Linked DNA regions of Astyanax mexicanus: region 2 is linked to region 1. Evidence: chromatin contacts called from public Hi-C data. All regions are on one chromosome and are shown on one strand. Each heading gives the region's core, a stretch centred on a gene start, on an enhancer-like site or on the middle of the called end of the contact. The rest is flanking DNA. Distances are from core to core; before and after follow the strand shown. Region 1 holds the start of septin15 (septin 15). Region 2 overlaps septin15 (septin 15).

Region 1 (4,277 bases), core at 915-3,414:
TTTGAACATTTGCTTGAAAGGCAAAATGTGTAAATCTGTATATTTTGTGTATTAAAGATGAACGATCATTCATACATACATATTATATATAATACATATATATATATAATACATATTATATACATACATATTATAAATGTATAAATTTATACATTTATACATATACATAGATGCTGTACTAAAGATCTTAAAGTTAAAGACGCTGTATTGCTGATGCTGTATAGATTTGCATCTTATTATTTACCTTGTATTTTATGCATTATAAGCTATATCTCATATTGGCCTGTATATTTATTGGTGTTTTTAATTTGTTAATTTGAGATCTTTATATGTGTTTTACTATTATTCTGAGCTATAAATGATGCTGTATTTCTCTGCTGTTTTATAAATAATTTTATATTATTAGATCTGAGCTGTGTTATTAGGAAAAAGCTGTTTTAATCATTTAATGCTCTGAAGTCATTACAACATCAGGTCACTGGAGGGCGCTCGTACACAAATTCAACGTTGTACATCATTGATACATGCACATGTATATTGATACATGCACATGCATATAGTATAGTAGCTGTGCTAAGATCTATGTTGTCCAAAAAAAAAAGAAAAAAATTAATAGTTAATAATATTTAATAATATATTTAATGATATAATCGGAGAAACTGATCCAGAACCTATAGTGGTCTCTTATATATATATATATATATATATATATAGCTCTGGAAAAAATAAGAGACCACTATAGGTTCTGGATCAGTTTATCCGATTATAGAGAAACTGATCCAGAACCTATAGTGGTCTCTTATATATATATATATATATATATATATATATATATATATATATATATATATATATATATATATATATATAGCTCTGGAAAAAAATAAGAGACCACTATAGGTTCTGGATCAGTTTATCCGATTATATCATTAAATATATTATTAAATATTATTAACTATTAATTTTTTTCTTTTTTTTTTTGGACAACATAGATCTTAGCACAGCTACTGTATGCTGGCATTCTCCTCGCTAGAGTTTCTCCGCCTCTGTTTTTAAAACTTCAACAACCACAATGCATTTCTGGAATTTTAAACCAATCACAAAGCGAAGGTCGGTCTACGCCCACATGACGTAACGCAAAGTTTCCAATGAAACAGATTTTTTTCTTCCACCTGTTTTCGTAGAATATCCCGCCCCCTGTACGGAAAGAGGAGCACTGATTGGACAGTGAAGAGGCGTAAAGGGGCGGGGCAGCATATAATAAAATAATCAAAGAAAAAAGGTTCTGCTATAATTTATGTAAAAAAAAAATCAAATGAATAATACTAGCAACACAATAACAACGAGTGTCGACTAAAGTGCTGTACAACAAATACCTAGTTTAAAATAACAAAAAAAATTCTGATGACTCGACAGAGTAGATCAAGACAAAACAGACAACTAACAACATAAACCGCTCTGGACTTAAAAGCCTGAGAGAATCAGTAGGTATTAAATTAGAATAAAAAAAATAAAAATATATAAACCAACTGTAGCTAAATTATTTATATAAAAACAATACTACTACTACTACTACTACTACTACTACTACTACTACTACTAATAATAATAATAATAACAATAATATTTATAATAATAATAATAATAATAATAATAATAATAATAATAATCTATCTATTGATTTTGTTGTTGTTATCCTACCTTTTAAATTACATGACCACATACTGTACTGTTTAAATACACATATAAATAAACATATCATAACCATTAAACATATTAAATATCATATACGAAATTTATATACTTATTATATACTCTTTTTTGGTAAACTTTAAATATTACTACTCGTGTTTTTTTGCTAGTGATCACAAAAACAGAAATCAATATGTAATTAATAAGTAAATGGAAATATAAATAAATTAAAATAAATATGACTAACTTAAAGGGCAACAAAAATGAAAACAAAAATACATTTTTAAAATTAGTATAATGTTTTTCCTCTTTACGGCGTTTTACGGTTGCTAAGGTGACGTGACTGACTTCTAAACTGTCCAATCGGCTGCTTTAGGCTGCGTTAGAGCTCGCAGTATCAGCCAATGGTGGTTGAGGAGGCGGTGCTTGAATGAAAACGGGTGGGAAATTAACCCCTCCACAATCCCGCCCACAGTCCGGCGGCCTTTACTGCGGTGCTGCTGACTGCCCCCGCGGGCTGCATGGCATTCATACCGTCCTGCCGTCCACAGCGAGCGGTGTAGCGAGCAGGCCCGGTCTGGAGGCAGCAGGGCACGGCACGGAGCGGTACAGCTGCAGGGTTGGAGATACGCGGTTTTATCGGCGAGGCTGTGGGTGCTTTATGCCTGATCTGTTCGCGTTAAGGCTGGGCGGAGGCAGCACGGCAGCACGATGATCGAGAGACCAGAATCCGCTGTTTCCAGCGTTGCGGTGAGTCTCGCTCTGATATAAATAACGCTTTTATACACATATTTAACAAAACAGAACCAGAAACCTTTCCTCCATTCATTCATTCGTTCATTCATTCGGTGCATTAGTAGCTGCGTTTCTCTGCATTGTTCATGGATCTGATGGAGCTTGTAGCAGCAGCTAACGTTAGTAATTACTCTTCTCTATTATTTTATTATAAGGCTTAATTCAAAGCTGCTTGGTTGCATTTACAGACATTGGCTACAGCTGCTGAGAGAGAAACTGTCTGGCAGCCCCACAGCAGGGCATCAGCATCCAGATCCAGCTAACTAACTAAGTGAGATAGATCCTCCATATCCTGGTGAATGAGCTTCGTGTAGATCTACCAACCCAGCTCCAACCATTTTACACATTTCTCCTCTAAGCCCATGCAGATGCAGGCAGGCTGGCTGTGGGTCTGCAGGATGTGGCCCTGAGTGGGGTGGTGGGCTGCCCTGCTCTCTGCTGTGGCTAATGAGAATGACAGGCAGGCCTGTGGAGGAGTGGGGATGCATATCAATGGGGGGATGATAAAGAAGGAGAGAGAGAGAGAAAGAAAGAAAGAAAGGGAGCAGCCAGCACAAGCCAAAACAGAGAAAGAACAGTAATGGGAACTGTAGACTACATACATAAATACACACTTTATACCAGTTTAAGTGACCGTGCACGAGCACCGCAACCTGCAAAAAATAAAACAATCAAAATATGTGAGATTATGATTTAAATTTTCAGTTCTCGCGTAACAACAAACACAATGTAAAAACAACCTCCTATATCTCAGCTAAAAAAAATAAAATCTAAAAATCACTGACACACAAATATGTTTTTTTTTTTTTCTGGAAGAAGCAAATGTTTATCTATTAAAGATGTGCCATATCGAATTTTACGCAATAATATTGTCAACATTTTTTAATTATCGTTCACGATATAATACTCTGAAATATCGACCCATATCACCCACCCCTAATTATCACATTAGGGTAGTACTTTTTTGCTGTTTTTAGCAGAAGAATATTTCACATTGTTCTCATTTCCCAGTATATATCTACTACAGATTATATCTGTCCAGTATCATTTATTTTACTTTAATTCTGGATATATGGAGATATTTGGAGTTCATTATTAGTATCATGACATTCTGGATCATTGACTTCTATGATAAAATTCAGTTAGGGGCGTTCCATAATGAAATCGTCTTTGCGAAAATACTGCTGATATTATTTTAAGGCCATATTACCCACCCCTACTATCTACTGAGATTCACAAATTAATGCAATAAACCTCTGTAATGAATTAACATAACAGAATCTGTCTGATGCACACCCAGTACATTGGAATTGCTTTATACAGATAGAAAAATGTGGCATTAAAAGTCTTTCTTGCCAAAGAACTCTTATTATGTAGCTAGTGTGGTTGTTGTCATTGAAACCCTGTTTGCCCTGGGTCTGCAGTGTTGTTATCCACTACACTGTTCCACTGTTGTTTTAAGATAGATAAGATTTCACACCAGATGTGGAACACTGTGTTTATTGTACTCTTAACACAAGAGATGGACAGGTCAGTGTTTTTGAGGGTGGTACTGAAATGCTGATCATCTTTTGATATAATCAGTCAAATGCTGATACTGATTGAAAGCTACATCAATGTGAATCTAAAAGTGAAGCAAACAAAAAGCTGCTTGTTTAGCTTTAAAAGCTTCATAATGTTTGATGTGATTCTTTTAGCTTTCAGAATACTCCTGCTCATCCTGTATTTTTGGTGATTGTTGAATAGGGCTGTAAATGTGAATTTACACTGGTCAGATTGCTGTGTATTGA
Region 2 (4,277 bases), core at 980-3,479, 53 kb after region 1:
TTTAGTCCTATGAGGATGTTAGTAATGGACTCTAGCCATTCATTTGACACTTTTTTGAGGTAATTCAGTTGGATGACACTCATTGACATTCATCCTGTTCAGTCAAGTGACACGTGGATATGGTTATGATATTTAACAAAGCTTACAATTTGGTGCCTGATGAAAAGTACGCAGTAAGAGATTGAACTGAAAATACATCATGGTGTATTGTGTGGCAGTGTTAATTTGTGACGAGAATCTTTGATTGGACGAATATCTTTATGATGGAATTTAATAATGTTGAAAGCTCACAGTTCTGCAGAAAGGAAAGGCACCCTTTGTTTATTTAATTTCCAGTCAAAACTGCTGTTAGGTAAACACTGTTAACTTTTCACAGCATATTTATGTACTGAGGTTACATAAAATTCACTTATGCAAGGAAGAATGTGGACTTTCAAAATTAGACCTCAAAAAATAAACCCATATTAGGCCAAATCAAGTTTGGAATATTGATTCAGACTTGATCAACTAGATAAGTTAATTTTTTTTTTTTTTTTGTTGGGCCCTATCTTTCAACCTGCACCTCAGGACTCATTGCTATCTTACACCCTGACAACAGTCTATTTTCACACCTTGCGCCTGCATCTTTTATTCACACTGATGGGCGTGGTGGTCTGGAAATTAGGTGTGTTTAGTACATTTTTGGCTTTTGCCATCTTGGCAACCGAAAACACAAAGTTCCTACACACAGAAATACACTTTTACACTTTTAACATTGGTTCGTTGACTGCAAATCCACATTAAAATACTATCCAGTGACTGCGTTCAGGATGTTCAGTGTGTCACTTGGGGACTTTCTGAGTTAAATGCTTGCTGTGAAGAACTTTCCACATCTTTTGAAAGTGTGTGTGAATCATCACACCAGTCTGTTTTGGTTCCAGAGAAAAGAGGAACAATAACAGCCTGCAAAATGTACTTGACCACCATTTGTGTCCAGAGCTCAACATCTTTGAAAGGGTTTGGGAGGACTGGAATCATGAGAAGGAGGTCTTTAATAATCTCCTTGTAGATTGTAGAACTCTCCCACCACCATGTTTAAAAGATGAGGTGGTATGTAGCAGAAACTTTAAGGTATAATAAATGTAATGGTGGGCACATTAACATTCAAACATCTGATAATGGAGTTAGTCATTCTTTCAATGCTTAATCATGGTTTTGTCAAGAAATGAAATACACAAGGGGTGCTTTCTGACATTTACACAGGACTGTAGATCTTTCAGAGAATGGTTCTAATGTTAGGTCTCTTTGCAAATTCACTATGGCTACATTCACACAGCCGGGATTTACACAATCTTTTTAATGTAACCCTTATCTGACATCTCTCTCAATTTTTCATGCTTTGTAAGTGGCACACATGCGGGACAGAGCAATGCTTCACGTTAAGTTTCACTTTAACCTCAGCCAGAATGTCAAGCGCTTAATTGAGTTCAGACTGCAGCTGAGCTTATCACTGAGAATTTACTCCAGCTCGCCGAAACTTACACATTATTCGGCCACCGTCAGATTTATCGACCAGCTCATTAGGAACACCAAATGACTGATACACAAGCCTTAGAATATTATTGAAATAGAAATATCTGCCAAAATATTTATTAGCTCTGTTATCTCGCTGCTGTCCATTTTCCCATCTCCTCACAGCTATTGTCCGCTATACTCGTTGTCTAATTTCTGATCTGGTCGTTCAGACAGTCACATTGCTGAGAATCAGATATCTATTGGAATATCAATACCACAAATTGAACCGGCCCAGATTTGAAATTAAAAATGTCAGATTCATAAGGTTTTTTTGCTGTTAACACAGCCACACTTTTGATATAAAAGATCAGATTTGGGCCACATTTACCTGCTGTGTGAACATAGCTTTTTTTTTTATCAACATCTTTTTCAAACAGTATATAGGCAAACAGGCCTTTATAAACTCCAAGGTTCTTTTCTTTTTGACCATAAAATCGACCACATACTAATTTAAATCAGCTGTTTATGTTTAATACATAATTGAGGATAAACAAGTAGTAAATAAGTGTTCGCAGCTGCTGTGCCATCCAAATGTGACCCCCTTAGTAGAACTACAAATTCCATGATCCCTCATGGCCCTGTGATCCCTCCCCTGACCTGCCTCCTTCCGGCTCCATCAGTCTGGCTGGTTCCTCTCCGCTTGTCATCGCCACGCCATGTAACCCCACCATTCTTAGCTTTAGTAGTCAATCAGGGTCGCAGGTCTCCTGCTGGAGAGTCTTTGAGCTCCACAGCCCCGCCCCTTCACCTGCTTCTTCACAGGTAGGTGGCTGTAGTGGACGGGTAATGCGGAATGATCAGTCAGCACATGTCCCTCCTCCTGGGTAAGGTGGTCCACTTGGATTGGTTCTTGCTTTAAAGCATGTTAGAGTTTCAGTAAATCAGGAGGTATACTGTAGCTGTAAAGCAGTTTGATTAGGGTGTAACAGAGCCAGTGTAGGCGGAGCCTGTACACTTTTTAATTATCTCATTATAGCAACAACTGAACAGTAAATACAAGTAAATAGGAGTAAATGGAGCTGCATGGATGGAAATATTAAATGTTTCTAGTTGTTCTCACAAAACAATTCTGATTAAAATTTAATTTACAGTATTATGCAAAGTAGGGGTGTGCATTTTATAGATTTTTTAAACATAAAAGAAACCATTTTTTTGTATAATTTGTATATAATGTATGTGTGCAGTTTAAATGCATGCACCAAATTTGTTGCATTCCATTTTTGTCACATTATGTTTTGTTGCAGTATGTTTTATGATATTGCCAAGAATATTATCACAGAGGTACCCTGAAATAACACATCATTTTTTATTAGATCTCCCAACTCTAATGCAAAGCAATGTAAAGTAAAAAAATAAACCCTGTCCAATAATTAATGATTTATCAACTATTTCTTCCTTTTGAGAGAAATCTAATAGTTTCTATAATTTATTTTATTTTAAGCCATTTCAAAGAATGAAGAAATTAAAATCAAAATAAAGCACAGGCTAGTTTAGTAAAATAAAATCTATTAAATGAAGTCAAGTAAATTTTTCAGTAAAGAAAAAAAAAAAGATTTCTCCCAAAACAGAGAAATGATTTATATGGTTATTTTGCTGGAGGAAAATGTTAATAAATAAAAATGGAATAAAAACAAATATCAGAATTAATTAAATATATTTAATTAATTCTGATATTTGTTTTTATTCCATTTTTATTTATTAACATTTTCCTCCAGCAAAATAACCATATAGATCATTTCTCTACATTCTCTACATATACACAACATTTTATAAAACAAATCATATAGTCAAATAATTAAATAAATGAAAATAAAATATATAAAGTAGTTTTAATAATCAATCCCTTCCTATTGTTATACTGTAATTAGTAGGGCAACTAAATTCTAATATTACTCACTGACATAAAATATATAAATTACACAGCTCTGTAACTGAATTTTCTATAAAATAAGTCAATACAAACTAAATAATTGTCCATTTGTAAACACCAGTTTTGCACCTAAGCTTCATAGACCTCCATTTATTTTAACTGTGTGATGAGCTCCCTCTAGTGTCTGATCAGTGCAGAAGCTCTGGAGTTGGTGTTCACTGGCAGTTTATTCATACCAGCATCCTGAAGGAAACAGTATCTGTGGTCTTTTCCAGAATTCCAGATGAAGACTGAAAGCATCTGCTCTTTTTTTCCTCCTGTTTGTTTTGGTTTCCCAGTTAACGGTCCAGACTGCTGCTAACGAGCCCCTGATGTCTGTGTTTGACCGTTTAACCACGTGACTGTGTTTCTCTGTGCTGACAGCTGTTTAAACGTTTAATCAGTAAACATCTGTGTGTGATTGTTTGTTTGTTTACCTGTTAACCACCTGACCAGGACGGGGTTCTGCCTGCGTTAGTCTGAAATGCTAATAATCGTTTCTGCTGTGTAAACTCTGAGTGTGTGGAATGTTTGTCTGCTTTAAGGAGGATCTGTCTCTTGTTTTGTGTGATGTCTTTTTAAAGATTTGTCTTCAGTGTCTTCATCCTTTTGTCAAGTTTAACTGATAATTTCCCCTTCAGTTAACGTCCTAAGAAAACCTACAGACTCCAGTCTTAAAGAGATCACACGAACATTAAACTCGCAGAATGTTTTACAAAGATTTCACAGTACAGTTAAAGTGTTGTATTGTAATGTATTGTAAGTGCCACTGGACATGAACAAAAAAATAAAATACATTTAGGGAAATATAATG

What was found. Hi-C and Micro-C count contacts between places; a contact is called where the count stands out from the background.
Region 2: a Hi-C map of muscle shows a contact between it and region 1, with 19 times the contacts expected there. The contact joins the enhancer-like site here to the promoter of septin15 in region 1. A contact is called at or near these places in 2 of 3 Hi-C or Micro-C datasets (both in muscle).

Annotation. Positions count from the first base shown.
Region 1 is chr10:7,902,866-7,907,142 of AstMex3_surface, forward strand. It overlaps septin15 (septin 15), which reads left to right and starts at 2,165. Exons shown (of 13, transcript XM_049483872.1): 1 at 2,165-2,442. The coding sequence starts at 2,404.
Region 2 is chr10:7,955,657-7,959,933 of AstMex3_surface, forward strand. All of the region lies in intron 8 of septin15 (septin 15), which reads left to right. Among protein-coding and RNA genes, the nearest start is that of LOC111195762, 16 kb to the right of the region's middle. Within about 2 kb of position 2,230, the one cell type or tissue checked has an H3K27ac peak away from gene starts, as active enhancers do.